2 separate regions of the Mus musculus genome follow, and region 1 is linked to region 2. A link is a contact called in public Hi-C data. All regions are on one chromosome and are shown on one strand. The core of a region is the stretch at or near the end of the contact, and the rest is flanking DNA. Distances in the headings are between cores, read along the strand shown. Region 1 overlaps Dclk2 (doublecortin-like kinase 2). Region 2 overlaps Dclk2 (doublecortin-like kinase 2).

Region 1 (3,735 bases), core at 476-2,975, 76 kb before region 2:
TTATAGGACAGAGTTTGTGAGAAGTGCCATCCATTAAAAAATGTTAATGATAGTGAAGTTAATAAGATGCTGATCTTGAGTGCCAGGCTTTTAACCCATGCTTATTTTTCAAGATCATCCTGCAGTTGGTGTGTGGTCATACCCTTCCCTGAAGAGTGTTACAAAACATATTAAAAGAAAAACTTTAGGAGTGTGTGTGGAGGGGTGGGGTGTAAATATGGTTATGAATGTTCACATGTATGTGGTCACAGGCATTCATATGTGTGGAGGCCTGGGGTTCGTGTTGGGCGTCTTCCTTAGTTGCTCTCCACATTAAGGACTGAGGTGGGGGAGGGTCACTGAACCTGGTTCTTGCCTTTTGGCTGGTGTGGCTGGCCAGCTTTGCCCCCAGAGACTCCCTCCCTGACTGCTTCCTGGGATTGCAGACAGGCCACTGTAACTACTTGACTTTTTTGTGTGGCTTCTGGGCACCCAGGTTCTAAGCTTCCTTCCTGTGTGGCAAGGGTTTTACCTGCTGGGTTATCTTTCCAGCCCCCAAAGAGCTTTGTGACTTGGACTTGAGGTGACCATCTTTGATATAGCAGTGTAGCTCCAGACTTCTTTGCTTTCAAAGCTAGTTTCTGATATTCAAAGGATGATGTCTTTTACCACGTTATAAGCATTCCTAATTCTTTTCCAGACTCTGCCTTATAGCACAGTTTATTTACTTTGTCCTGAATAACTTACCAACATTTCCAAAATTTATGGTAACTCTCAGAAAATGAAGCTTGACCCTGTGGCAGTTTGAATATAAATGACCCCCATATATTCATACATTTGAATACTTGGTCCCCATTTGGTGGAACTATTTGGGAAGGTAGGAGGTGTGGCTTTGGGAGGAGGTGTGTTCTAGGGGTGGGCTTTGGGGTTCTGAAACCCACATTCCCAGCTAGGCCTCTCTCTGCCTCGTGTTATCTCAACATCTAAGCTCTCAACTACTGCTCCAGTGCCACGCTCTGTGTCTGCTGCCGTGACCCCCACCAAGACGGTCGTGGATTCTAACCCTCTGGTGCTGTGAGTCCTCAAGTTAAATGCTTGTTATTAGTTGCCTTGGTCATGATGTCTTCTCAGCACTAGAACAGTAACTAAGACAGACCCCATGAAGGGTGTTCAGTGACTGTCGTGTAGAATATAAAAATTCTGAGGATGTACTTACTATTATGAATCTCATAAAGGGAGAGCAGACTTCAACATTGGGATCTACCCTACATTTATAACTATCTAAACTTTGTTATATATGTAGACAAATGCAATAAATAATAAATGCCAAAACAGTATGTTCTGGTCCTAGGATTGTGGATGACTTTCTGGTAAGTTTTCTTATTATGTTTATGTAATAAATTACATTCAGTATCACCAGAATCCTGGGTAGTCTCCTCACCAGAACTGAATTATGAGAGTGGACTCACAAAGAGCCAACTCACCTTCAAACTTTATTTGAAACTGGCCAGTTGTCTTTCTAAGAAGGGATTTTTATTAAGTTTGTGACATGTTTTTGGGCTAAGGTAGAATTAATTTGTTCAGTCATTGAGGTTTTGTTTTTTATTGTTAGGCATTGTCTTAGTTGCTTGAGGAACAGGTGCAAGAGAAGTTCTCTGCTTTTGAGGCACTGTCATTGTAGCAGAACAGATAGCCGTAAAAGCCAATTACGTGTAGGACAAGCAAGTCTATATTTGGCCACAGTGATGCAAGCTGGGCAGAAGAGGAAGTTCTTCATGGAGTTACCACAAGTTCTTCACAGAGGCAGTAGAGTGCTCCTTACAGTCATTCCACACAGTGGAGTTGTAGCATTTAAAGTAGGTTTAGTTTGCAGGGAGTAGTTCAGGTTATGGAATATGTGTATTTGATCTTTCTTCATTTTAGGCCTCTACATTTTTTATGTCTTAACTTTTAACTTTGAAATTAGTCTTAAAATTGTATAATGATTCCATATACTTTTTTAAAAAATAAATTTTAAATTATTTGTATACATGAGGGTTTTGTCTGCCTATATATGTCTGTGCACTGTGCCTGGTGCCTGGTGCCTGGTGCCTGGTGCCTGGTGCCTGGTGCCTGGTGCCTGGTGCCTGGTGCCAAGAAAGCAAGAAGAGGGCGTTGCATTTCCTGGAACTGGAGTTAGATAGGTGTGAGCTACCTTGTGGATGCTGAGAATTGAGCCCTGGTCCTCTGAAAGAGCAGCCAGTGCTCTTCACTGCTGAGCCATCTCTCCAGGCTTTCTGTATCATCTCCATCCTGCTTCCTCTAACGTTATCGCTTCTTGAACACAGGCAGTTGTCTAAGTGTGGTTGACAGACACACCATTAGTTCATGTGTAGACCTTACACAGGCAAGTGTGCCTCCTCAGTGTCTTGCCCATCTCACACTTGATCCAGAAGCACATATGCATTTGCTCATGGTCACCCTTTCCACCTCTGACAGTGACACATCCTTGGCTTTTTGTGGTCTTGTTGCTTGGGAGAGCTCTGGCTAGTTATCTTGCATAGTTCCTCTTGATTTAGAACTTTGTGGTATTTTCTCACAGTGATATCTTGGTTGTGTTTTTGGTAAGAATACTACAGAAGTCATGCTGCGTCCTCTGAGTGCCTTTAGTCAGACACACTGGATAAATCTCATTACTGGTTGGCCGCTTGATTGCAGGTTGCTTTTCACTATAAATTTTGACATTTTAAGCATAAATTAATAAGTTGTAGGGATATTTCTTAAGAATGTGCACATATAGGCTGGAGAGAGGGCTCAGCGGTTAAGAGCACTGGCTGCTCTTCCAGAGGTCCTGAGTTCAATTCCTACCAACCACATGGTGGCTCACAACCATCTGTAATGGGTTATGATGCCCTCTTCTGGTGTCTCTGAAGACATGACGGTGCACTCATATACTTAAATAAAATCTTTAAATAAATAAATAAAAGAAGAAGAATGTGCACATATTTTTGTTTTTCACATTTTGATCTATTAATGTTAGTGCCTGCTGATTATCATTGACTCCAGCAACTACTATTATAATATTTGCTGAATAGCTTTTCTGATCCCACTGTCCTTTCAGGGGTCAGTAGCAGAATTCTGTTCCTGAGGAAAGCTTTCCTCTTTCTTTTTTTTTTTTTAAGATTTATTTATTTATTATATGGAAGTACATTGTAGCTGTCTTCAGACACTCCAGAAGAGGGAGTCAGATCTCGTTACGGATGGTTGTGAGCCATCATGTGGTTGCTGGGATTTGAACTCTGGACCTTCGGAAGAGCAGTCGGGTGCTCTTACCCACTGAGCCATCTCACCAGCCCAGCTTTCCTCTTTCTTGTTAGGAGTCTTTAGTCTGTAGGTTTAATTCCTTTACTGTCACTTATTTTGTGGTTCAAAATGTCTCTTATGTAAGCAACATTTTTTTTGAAACACATTCTGTCTATGTACACAAGCTGGCCTTGAACCCATGAACCTCCTGCCATAGACATACAAATGCTAGGATTGTGTGTGTGCCGCCATACTTGACCAGATTTTTAAGTTGGATGGTGTGCCTCTTTGACATATTTAAAGCTATATGAGGATAGAATGCGTGTTTGGCTTCATGGTAGAGTACTTGCTTAACATTCACCAGGCCTGAGTGGTTTTTACTTCTTCATTAGGTAAGGAAACTTGTTAGTTAGGTTCATAGTTAGACTCATGGCACACAAAACTAAGTCTGCATCACTGCTACAGTGGCAGCTC
Region 2 (4,006 bases), core at 1,027-3,526:
GCTCTCCAAAGCCAGCATTCTTGTTGGTTGAAAGGGCGAAGAAGAACAAAGTCCAAATGGAATGTCACCAGCATCTTGAGATTGTAAACTGTCTGGTGTGCTGACGTTTGTTTTATCTCACAGAGTCTCCTGGGTCTGCTGGTGGTGAAAGCTTTCCCAGATTTGTGAGGTGTGCTGAAGCGCTTTTGTGTCTTACCTGATTGGCAGAGCTAAACCGTAACTCTCTGACCTCCTGAACCTGGAACCTTCTTTTCAAAGCTGTGGGATGTAAATCCACAGTAGCCGCTGACCTTAGACATTTTTGCGTCTCCCTGGAGCTCTGGCTTTTCTGGCGAATTTAAAACTAAGTTAATAATTTTCAGAACCAGGGAGCTGGCCACTCTGAGGTTCTTTTCATTTCCCCCAGAAACACTGTGTGGTGACTTCATCTTTGAACGTAATTGATTTTGTTAGACAGAAACAGAAACAAAGAGGCAGATTAAGTAGTTTTGAAGACTTCGGTGCCCTAGCAAAATAAATCATGATATTGAATACCAGATTCTGTTTGTTCATGGTGGTTTCTCGGTTGGTTTGATGAGTTTGGGGATATAGTTCAGCCCTCATCTGGGCTGCAGCACATTAGGGTAGATTGGAGGCAGTGATCGTTGTGCAAGTCAGTGTCTATAAAGTCAGAGCAACTGTAAGAACATGCGTTCGTGTTCGATGCCTCCTGTTTGTGAGCGCTGGACACTAGAAGGTCTTCGTGGTGGTAGGGTATGACTGCAGTAGCCAGCCATGACACCTTGGGTCCTAGAGGTAGTGAAGCTCCCAGCATTTAGACATTTTAGACAAGAGGCTTTATGATACTGCCCATCTCTTGCTCAGATCAGTAACCTTACCTGAAGGGACCACTCACATATGTGATGAGGTTCTAACTGATTTTGACCACCAACTAGTCTATGGAGGTGTGTTGCCCTTGCCCGTAGCCCCTTGGGATAGTCCTTGGGGTACGGAGGAGTTAGAAGGCACGGATTCAACGACATGGACCTCGGGAGTCAGGTGTGAAGCAGAAGCAGACTGGTTTATTGCAGGATTGGGGAGTGTCTTTATACACTCCACCCCTGCCCCATTGGTCCATGACGGCTCCCCCTTGTTGCTGGCACCATCTGATTGGCTGTCCAGGTCATGTGCTCTGTCATCATTTGACTCCATGTGCTAGATCTTAAGGTTGTAAAATGTAGATGGAGCTGTTGAACATGCTAGGACCATTATGGGCCCCTAGTCAGGGTCTGCTGACTCATTCCTCCTACAGAGATGTGGTACTAAGGATTGGAGGGGCTCTGTCAGCAAATCCACAAAGCCTGCAAGGTAGCCACTGGCTTGTGTCCTATTTACATACACAGTGGATTCCATTCATCACCATTAACCAGCTACAAATGTAAAAGGATGTGAGTAAGTGGGTAATTCTCTTGCCAGTGGGATGATGCCCAGAATATCTGCAAAGGAAGTAACAGAATACTATCGTCACTGTGGCTCCCCATGCGTTACCACTCTTGGTCTGCATGTCTACAGGCCACAGGGAATATTATGCCTTCTATTTAACAGTAGTGTTTCCTGTCCACCAGCAGTCTCTCTGGGGAACATGATGAAAAGCCAGCTTTTCATGGCCCTGGAGAGCCAAGCTTCATGGTAGGGAAGTCAAGTGAATAAGATCATAAACTGGGAGATTAAAAGGTATAGCCTTGGGTAATCTAGGGCAATGTGACCCCCCTCTTCTGCCTTTCAGCATTTACTTCAGGCCTTGGGCTCTGACCTGGAATGGGCAGGCTTTGAGGAGTGTCCTAACTGTTCTCAGGTGTCTCACAGAACTACCAGCGTGTCTCTTCTTCGCCTTTGTATGTTTCCCTTCCTTTTAAACAGCACCAGTGGTCGCTGTGGCTTTGACTACACAGTGAGGAAAGAGAGGGAGATTTATGTTATTATGTTTATTCCTCATTATGTCTTGGCCTCAGTTCATCTGTGATACAGAAAAATTATCCCCTCTAGTAGTATTTTCCATGCTTTTTAAAAGTGAAAGCCTTATTTTCAAGTAGAGGAATATATTGGATATGTCACTCCTGTTAAGTCAATGCAGGGATTTTTGAAAAGCTTTGGCACTTAAAAAAAAAAGTCAATTTGAGAGTTGAAAAATGGGTTCTGTCGTTATTTGCTTAAAAAGCCGCAGCTCCTGCTGATCACTGAAGCGTCTGTTGGACGCACATGGACCTAACCTGGCTCTGTGCCCTCACCCTCCACAGGGTGTTCCGCCTTCTACACTCATGGCTTCCCCAATTTGGCACTTTTTTATTAGAGAGCCGGCGTCCAACACCTGGTCTTTTCCTGATTTCTTTCCATGCCTTTTGTCCCCCTGGAATCCCAGTACAAAGCGGGTTTATAATTATTCGGCTGCACAAGGAGTGGGGATCGGGAAGAAAGGGGCTTTACTCAGAATAAACACTGGGGGAGTTTAGAAGGGTCCACAGGAACTCGGTGGGTAAACACTCTGAAGTGCTTGCAGGTGCCATGTAGGTAAATGGGCCTGTTCCAGCCATTGCGCTTGCTCCGTAGGGAGCTTCTTAGAGAGCCCTGGAGTCAGTCAGGACATCCAGACCAAGAGAGGGGCTTAGAACAATGTTAACTGCTTCAGGAAAGCTGGCCAAGTAGAAAGTGGGCCACAGGACCAAGACTGGTCCTAACATCTCTGGATGTTAGGAGTTCTGGGTGCTGGAGGCAGAGAATGTACCACGTCTGACCCAGCCAGTTAGAGGCTGTCTCCTTCTAGGCAATGAGATTTAGATCTGTGAACAGAGTCCAGCCATTGTTACTAGAATTTGGTGACTTAGCCCCCTGGTCTGTTTGTTCAGAGTCCTGGGAGTAATCACCAGGGCTCCTTTTATTAATCTTTGAGACTTAACTTTGCAGGAAAATTTCATTCTTCTCATTGTTTAGTCCTTTAATAGTTAGGCTGCTAGGAATGGTGGTACAAATTTGTAATCCCAGCATTCAGGAGTCTTGGTGGGGGTGGGTGGTGCTCATGCGTTCAAGATGAACTTGGGCCACACAGCAAGAATGCTATCACAAAGAACGGGACTGATATTAGCTTACATTGGATCTCTCATTTCTTTGGCAATTTTTCGATGAAGGAGTGTATTAGAAGAGGAATTAACTCGCAGTGAAAGATTTAACACATTCAGAAATTGTGAGCTCCGTGCTAGGCACCTGGAGGGAAAGGAGTAATGACGGAGGTTGGTTAGTGGTCACGGGAGCCAGCCAGATTGCTCAGTTGTCTAACAGGGTTGAACTAATGTCGGATCTCAAGATTTCAAGCTGCTTTGCCTTTTCAGAGAAGAAATTTAGACTGAGGGAGTTTAAGTCAATAACAAGTACAGAAATTGGTCTGAGTGATGTACGTATAAAACTCACAAGAAAAAGTGATGAGAAATACACTGGCTATGAGGTGGAGACACACCATGGCCTGGATGCCTGGCTGAAGATTGGGGCTGATGTTGTTGGTAAGAAAGACCCACAGGCATTTTTTGATCCCTTGAGTTTCTCTGATCACTTAGTAGTAGTTTGTAAAGTGGGAGAGGCCAGGTGAAGCTGGAAGAGGATCTGACCAGGATGGTAGCCGTAAGAAATTAATTACATTTTCTAAAAAGCCTCCTTTTAATCTCCTCTCTGAGTTTGCTCTTAGACATTACAACTTTTAGATTGGTTTTTTTTTTTTTTTTTTTTTTTTTGTACAGTGACTTTCAGTTTCAGTGCCAAGACATAAAATATGACAAGACATAAAAACATTGAACACTGAGAATTTGATTGTTCACCAGTTTTGCTTTGTTGTTTGGGAGTGAAAGTATGGGTCTAGGAGCCGGGGATTTAATCTAGAACTATTAGACTCCTTGGTGGTCCCGAGACAGCATTTGCCCTAATCTTGGTACCTGTTTAGCTGTGATTTCGTAAAGTATGCTTTATTTTATTAAAACCAAAA

Evidence for each region. Hi-C and Micro-C count contacts between places; a contact is called where the count stands out from the background.
Region 1: a contact with region 2 is called in a Hi-C map of the C10 cell line, with 2.1 times the contacts expected there. The contact joins two enhancer-like sites. A contact is called at or near these places in 3 of 39 promoter capture datasets (the 3T3-L1 cell line, hematopoietic stem and progenitor cells and maxillary cranial neural crest), 1 of 15 datasets of contacts at CTCF or cohesin (large pre-B cells), 6 of 484 Hi-C or Micro-C datasets (the C10 cell line, embryonic stem cells, induced pluripotent stem cells and 2 more) and 1 of 115 datasets of contacts at active chromatin or transcription factors (embryonic stem cells).

Annotation. Positions count from the first base shown.
Region 1 is chr3:86,892,666-86,896,400 of GRCm38.p6, reverse strand. The region is part of intron 2 of Dclk2 (doublecortin-like kinase 2); the gene reads left to right. Among named protein-coding and RNA genes, the nearest start is that of Dclk2, 26 kb to the left of the region's middle. Within about 2 kb of position 1,725, at least 35 of the 459 cell types and tissues checked have an H3K27ac peak or open chromatin away from gene starts, as enhancers often do.
Region 2 is chr3:86,816,666-86,820,671 of GRCm38.p6, reverse strand. All of the region lies in intron 5 of Dclk2 (doublecortin-like kinase 2), which reads left to right. Among named protein-coding and RNA genes, the nearest start is that of Gm46810, 12 kb to the left of the region's middle. Within about 2 kb of position 2,276, at least 20 of the 459 cell types and tissues checked have an H3K27ac peak or open chromatin away from gene starts, as enhancers often do.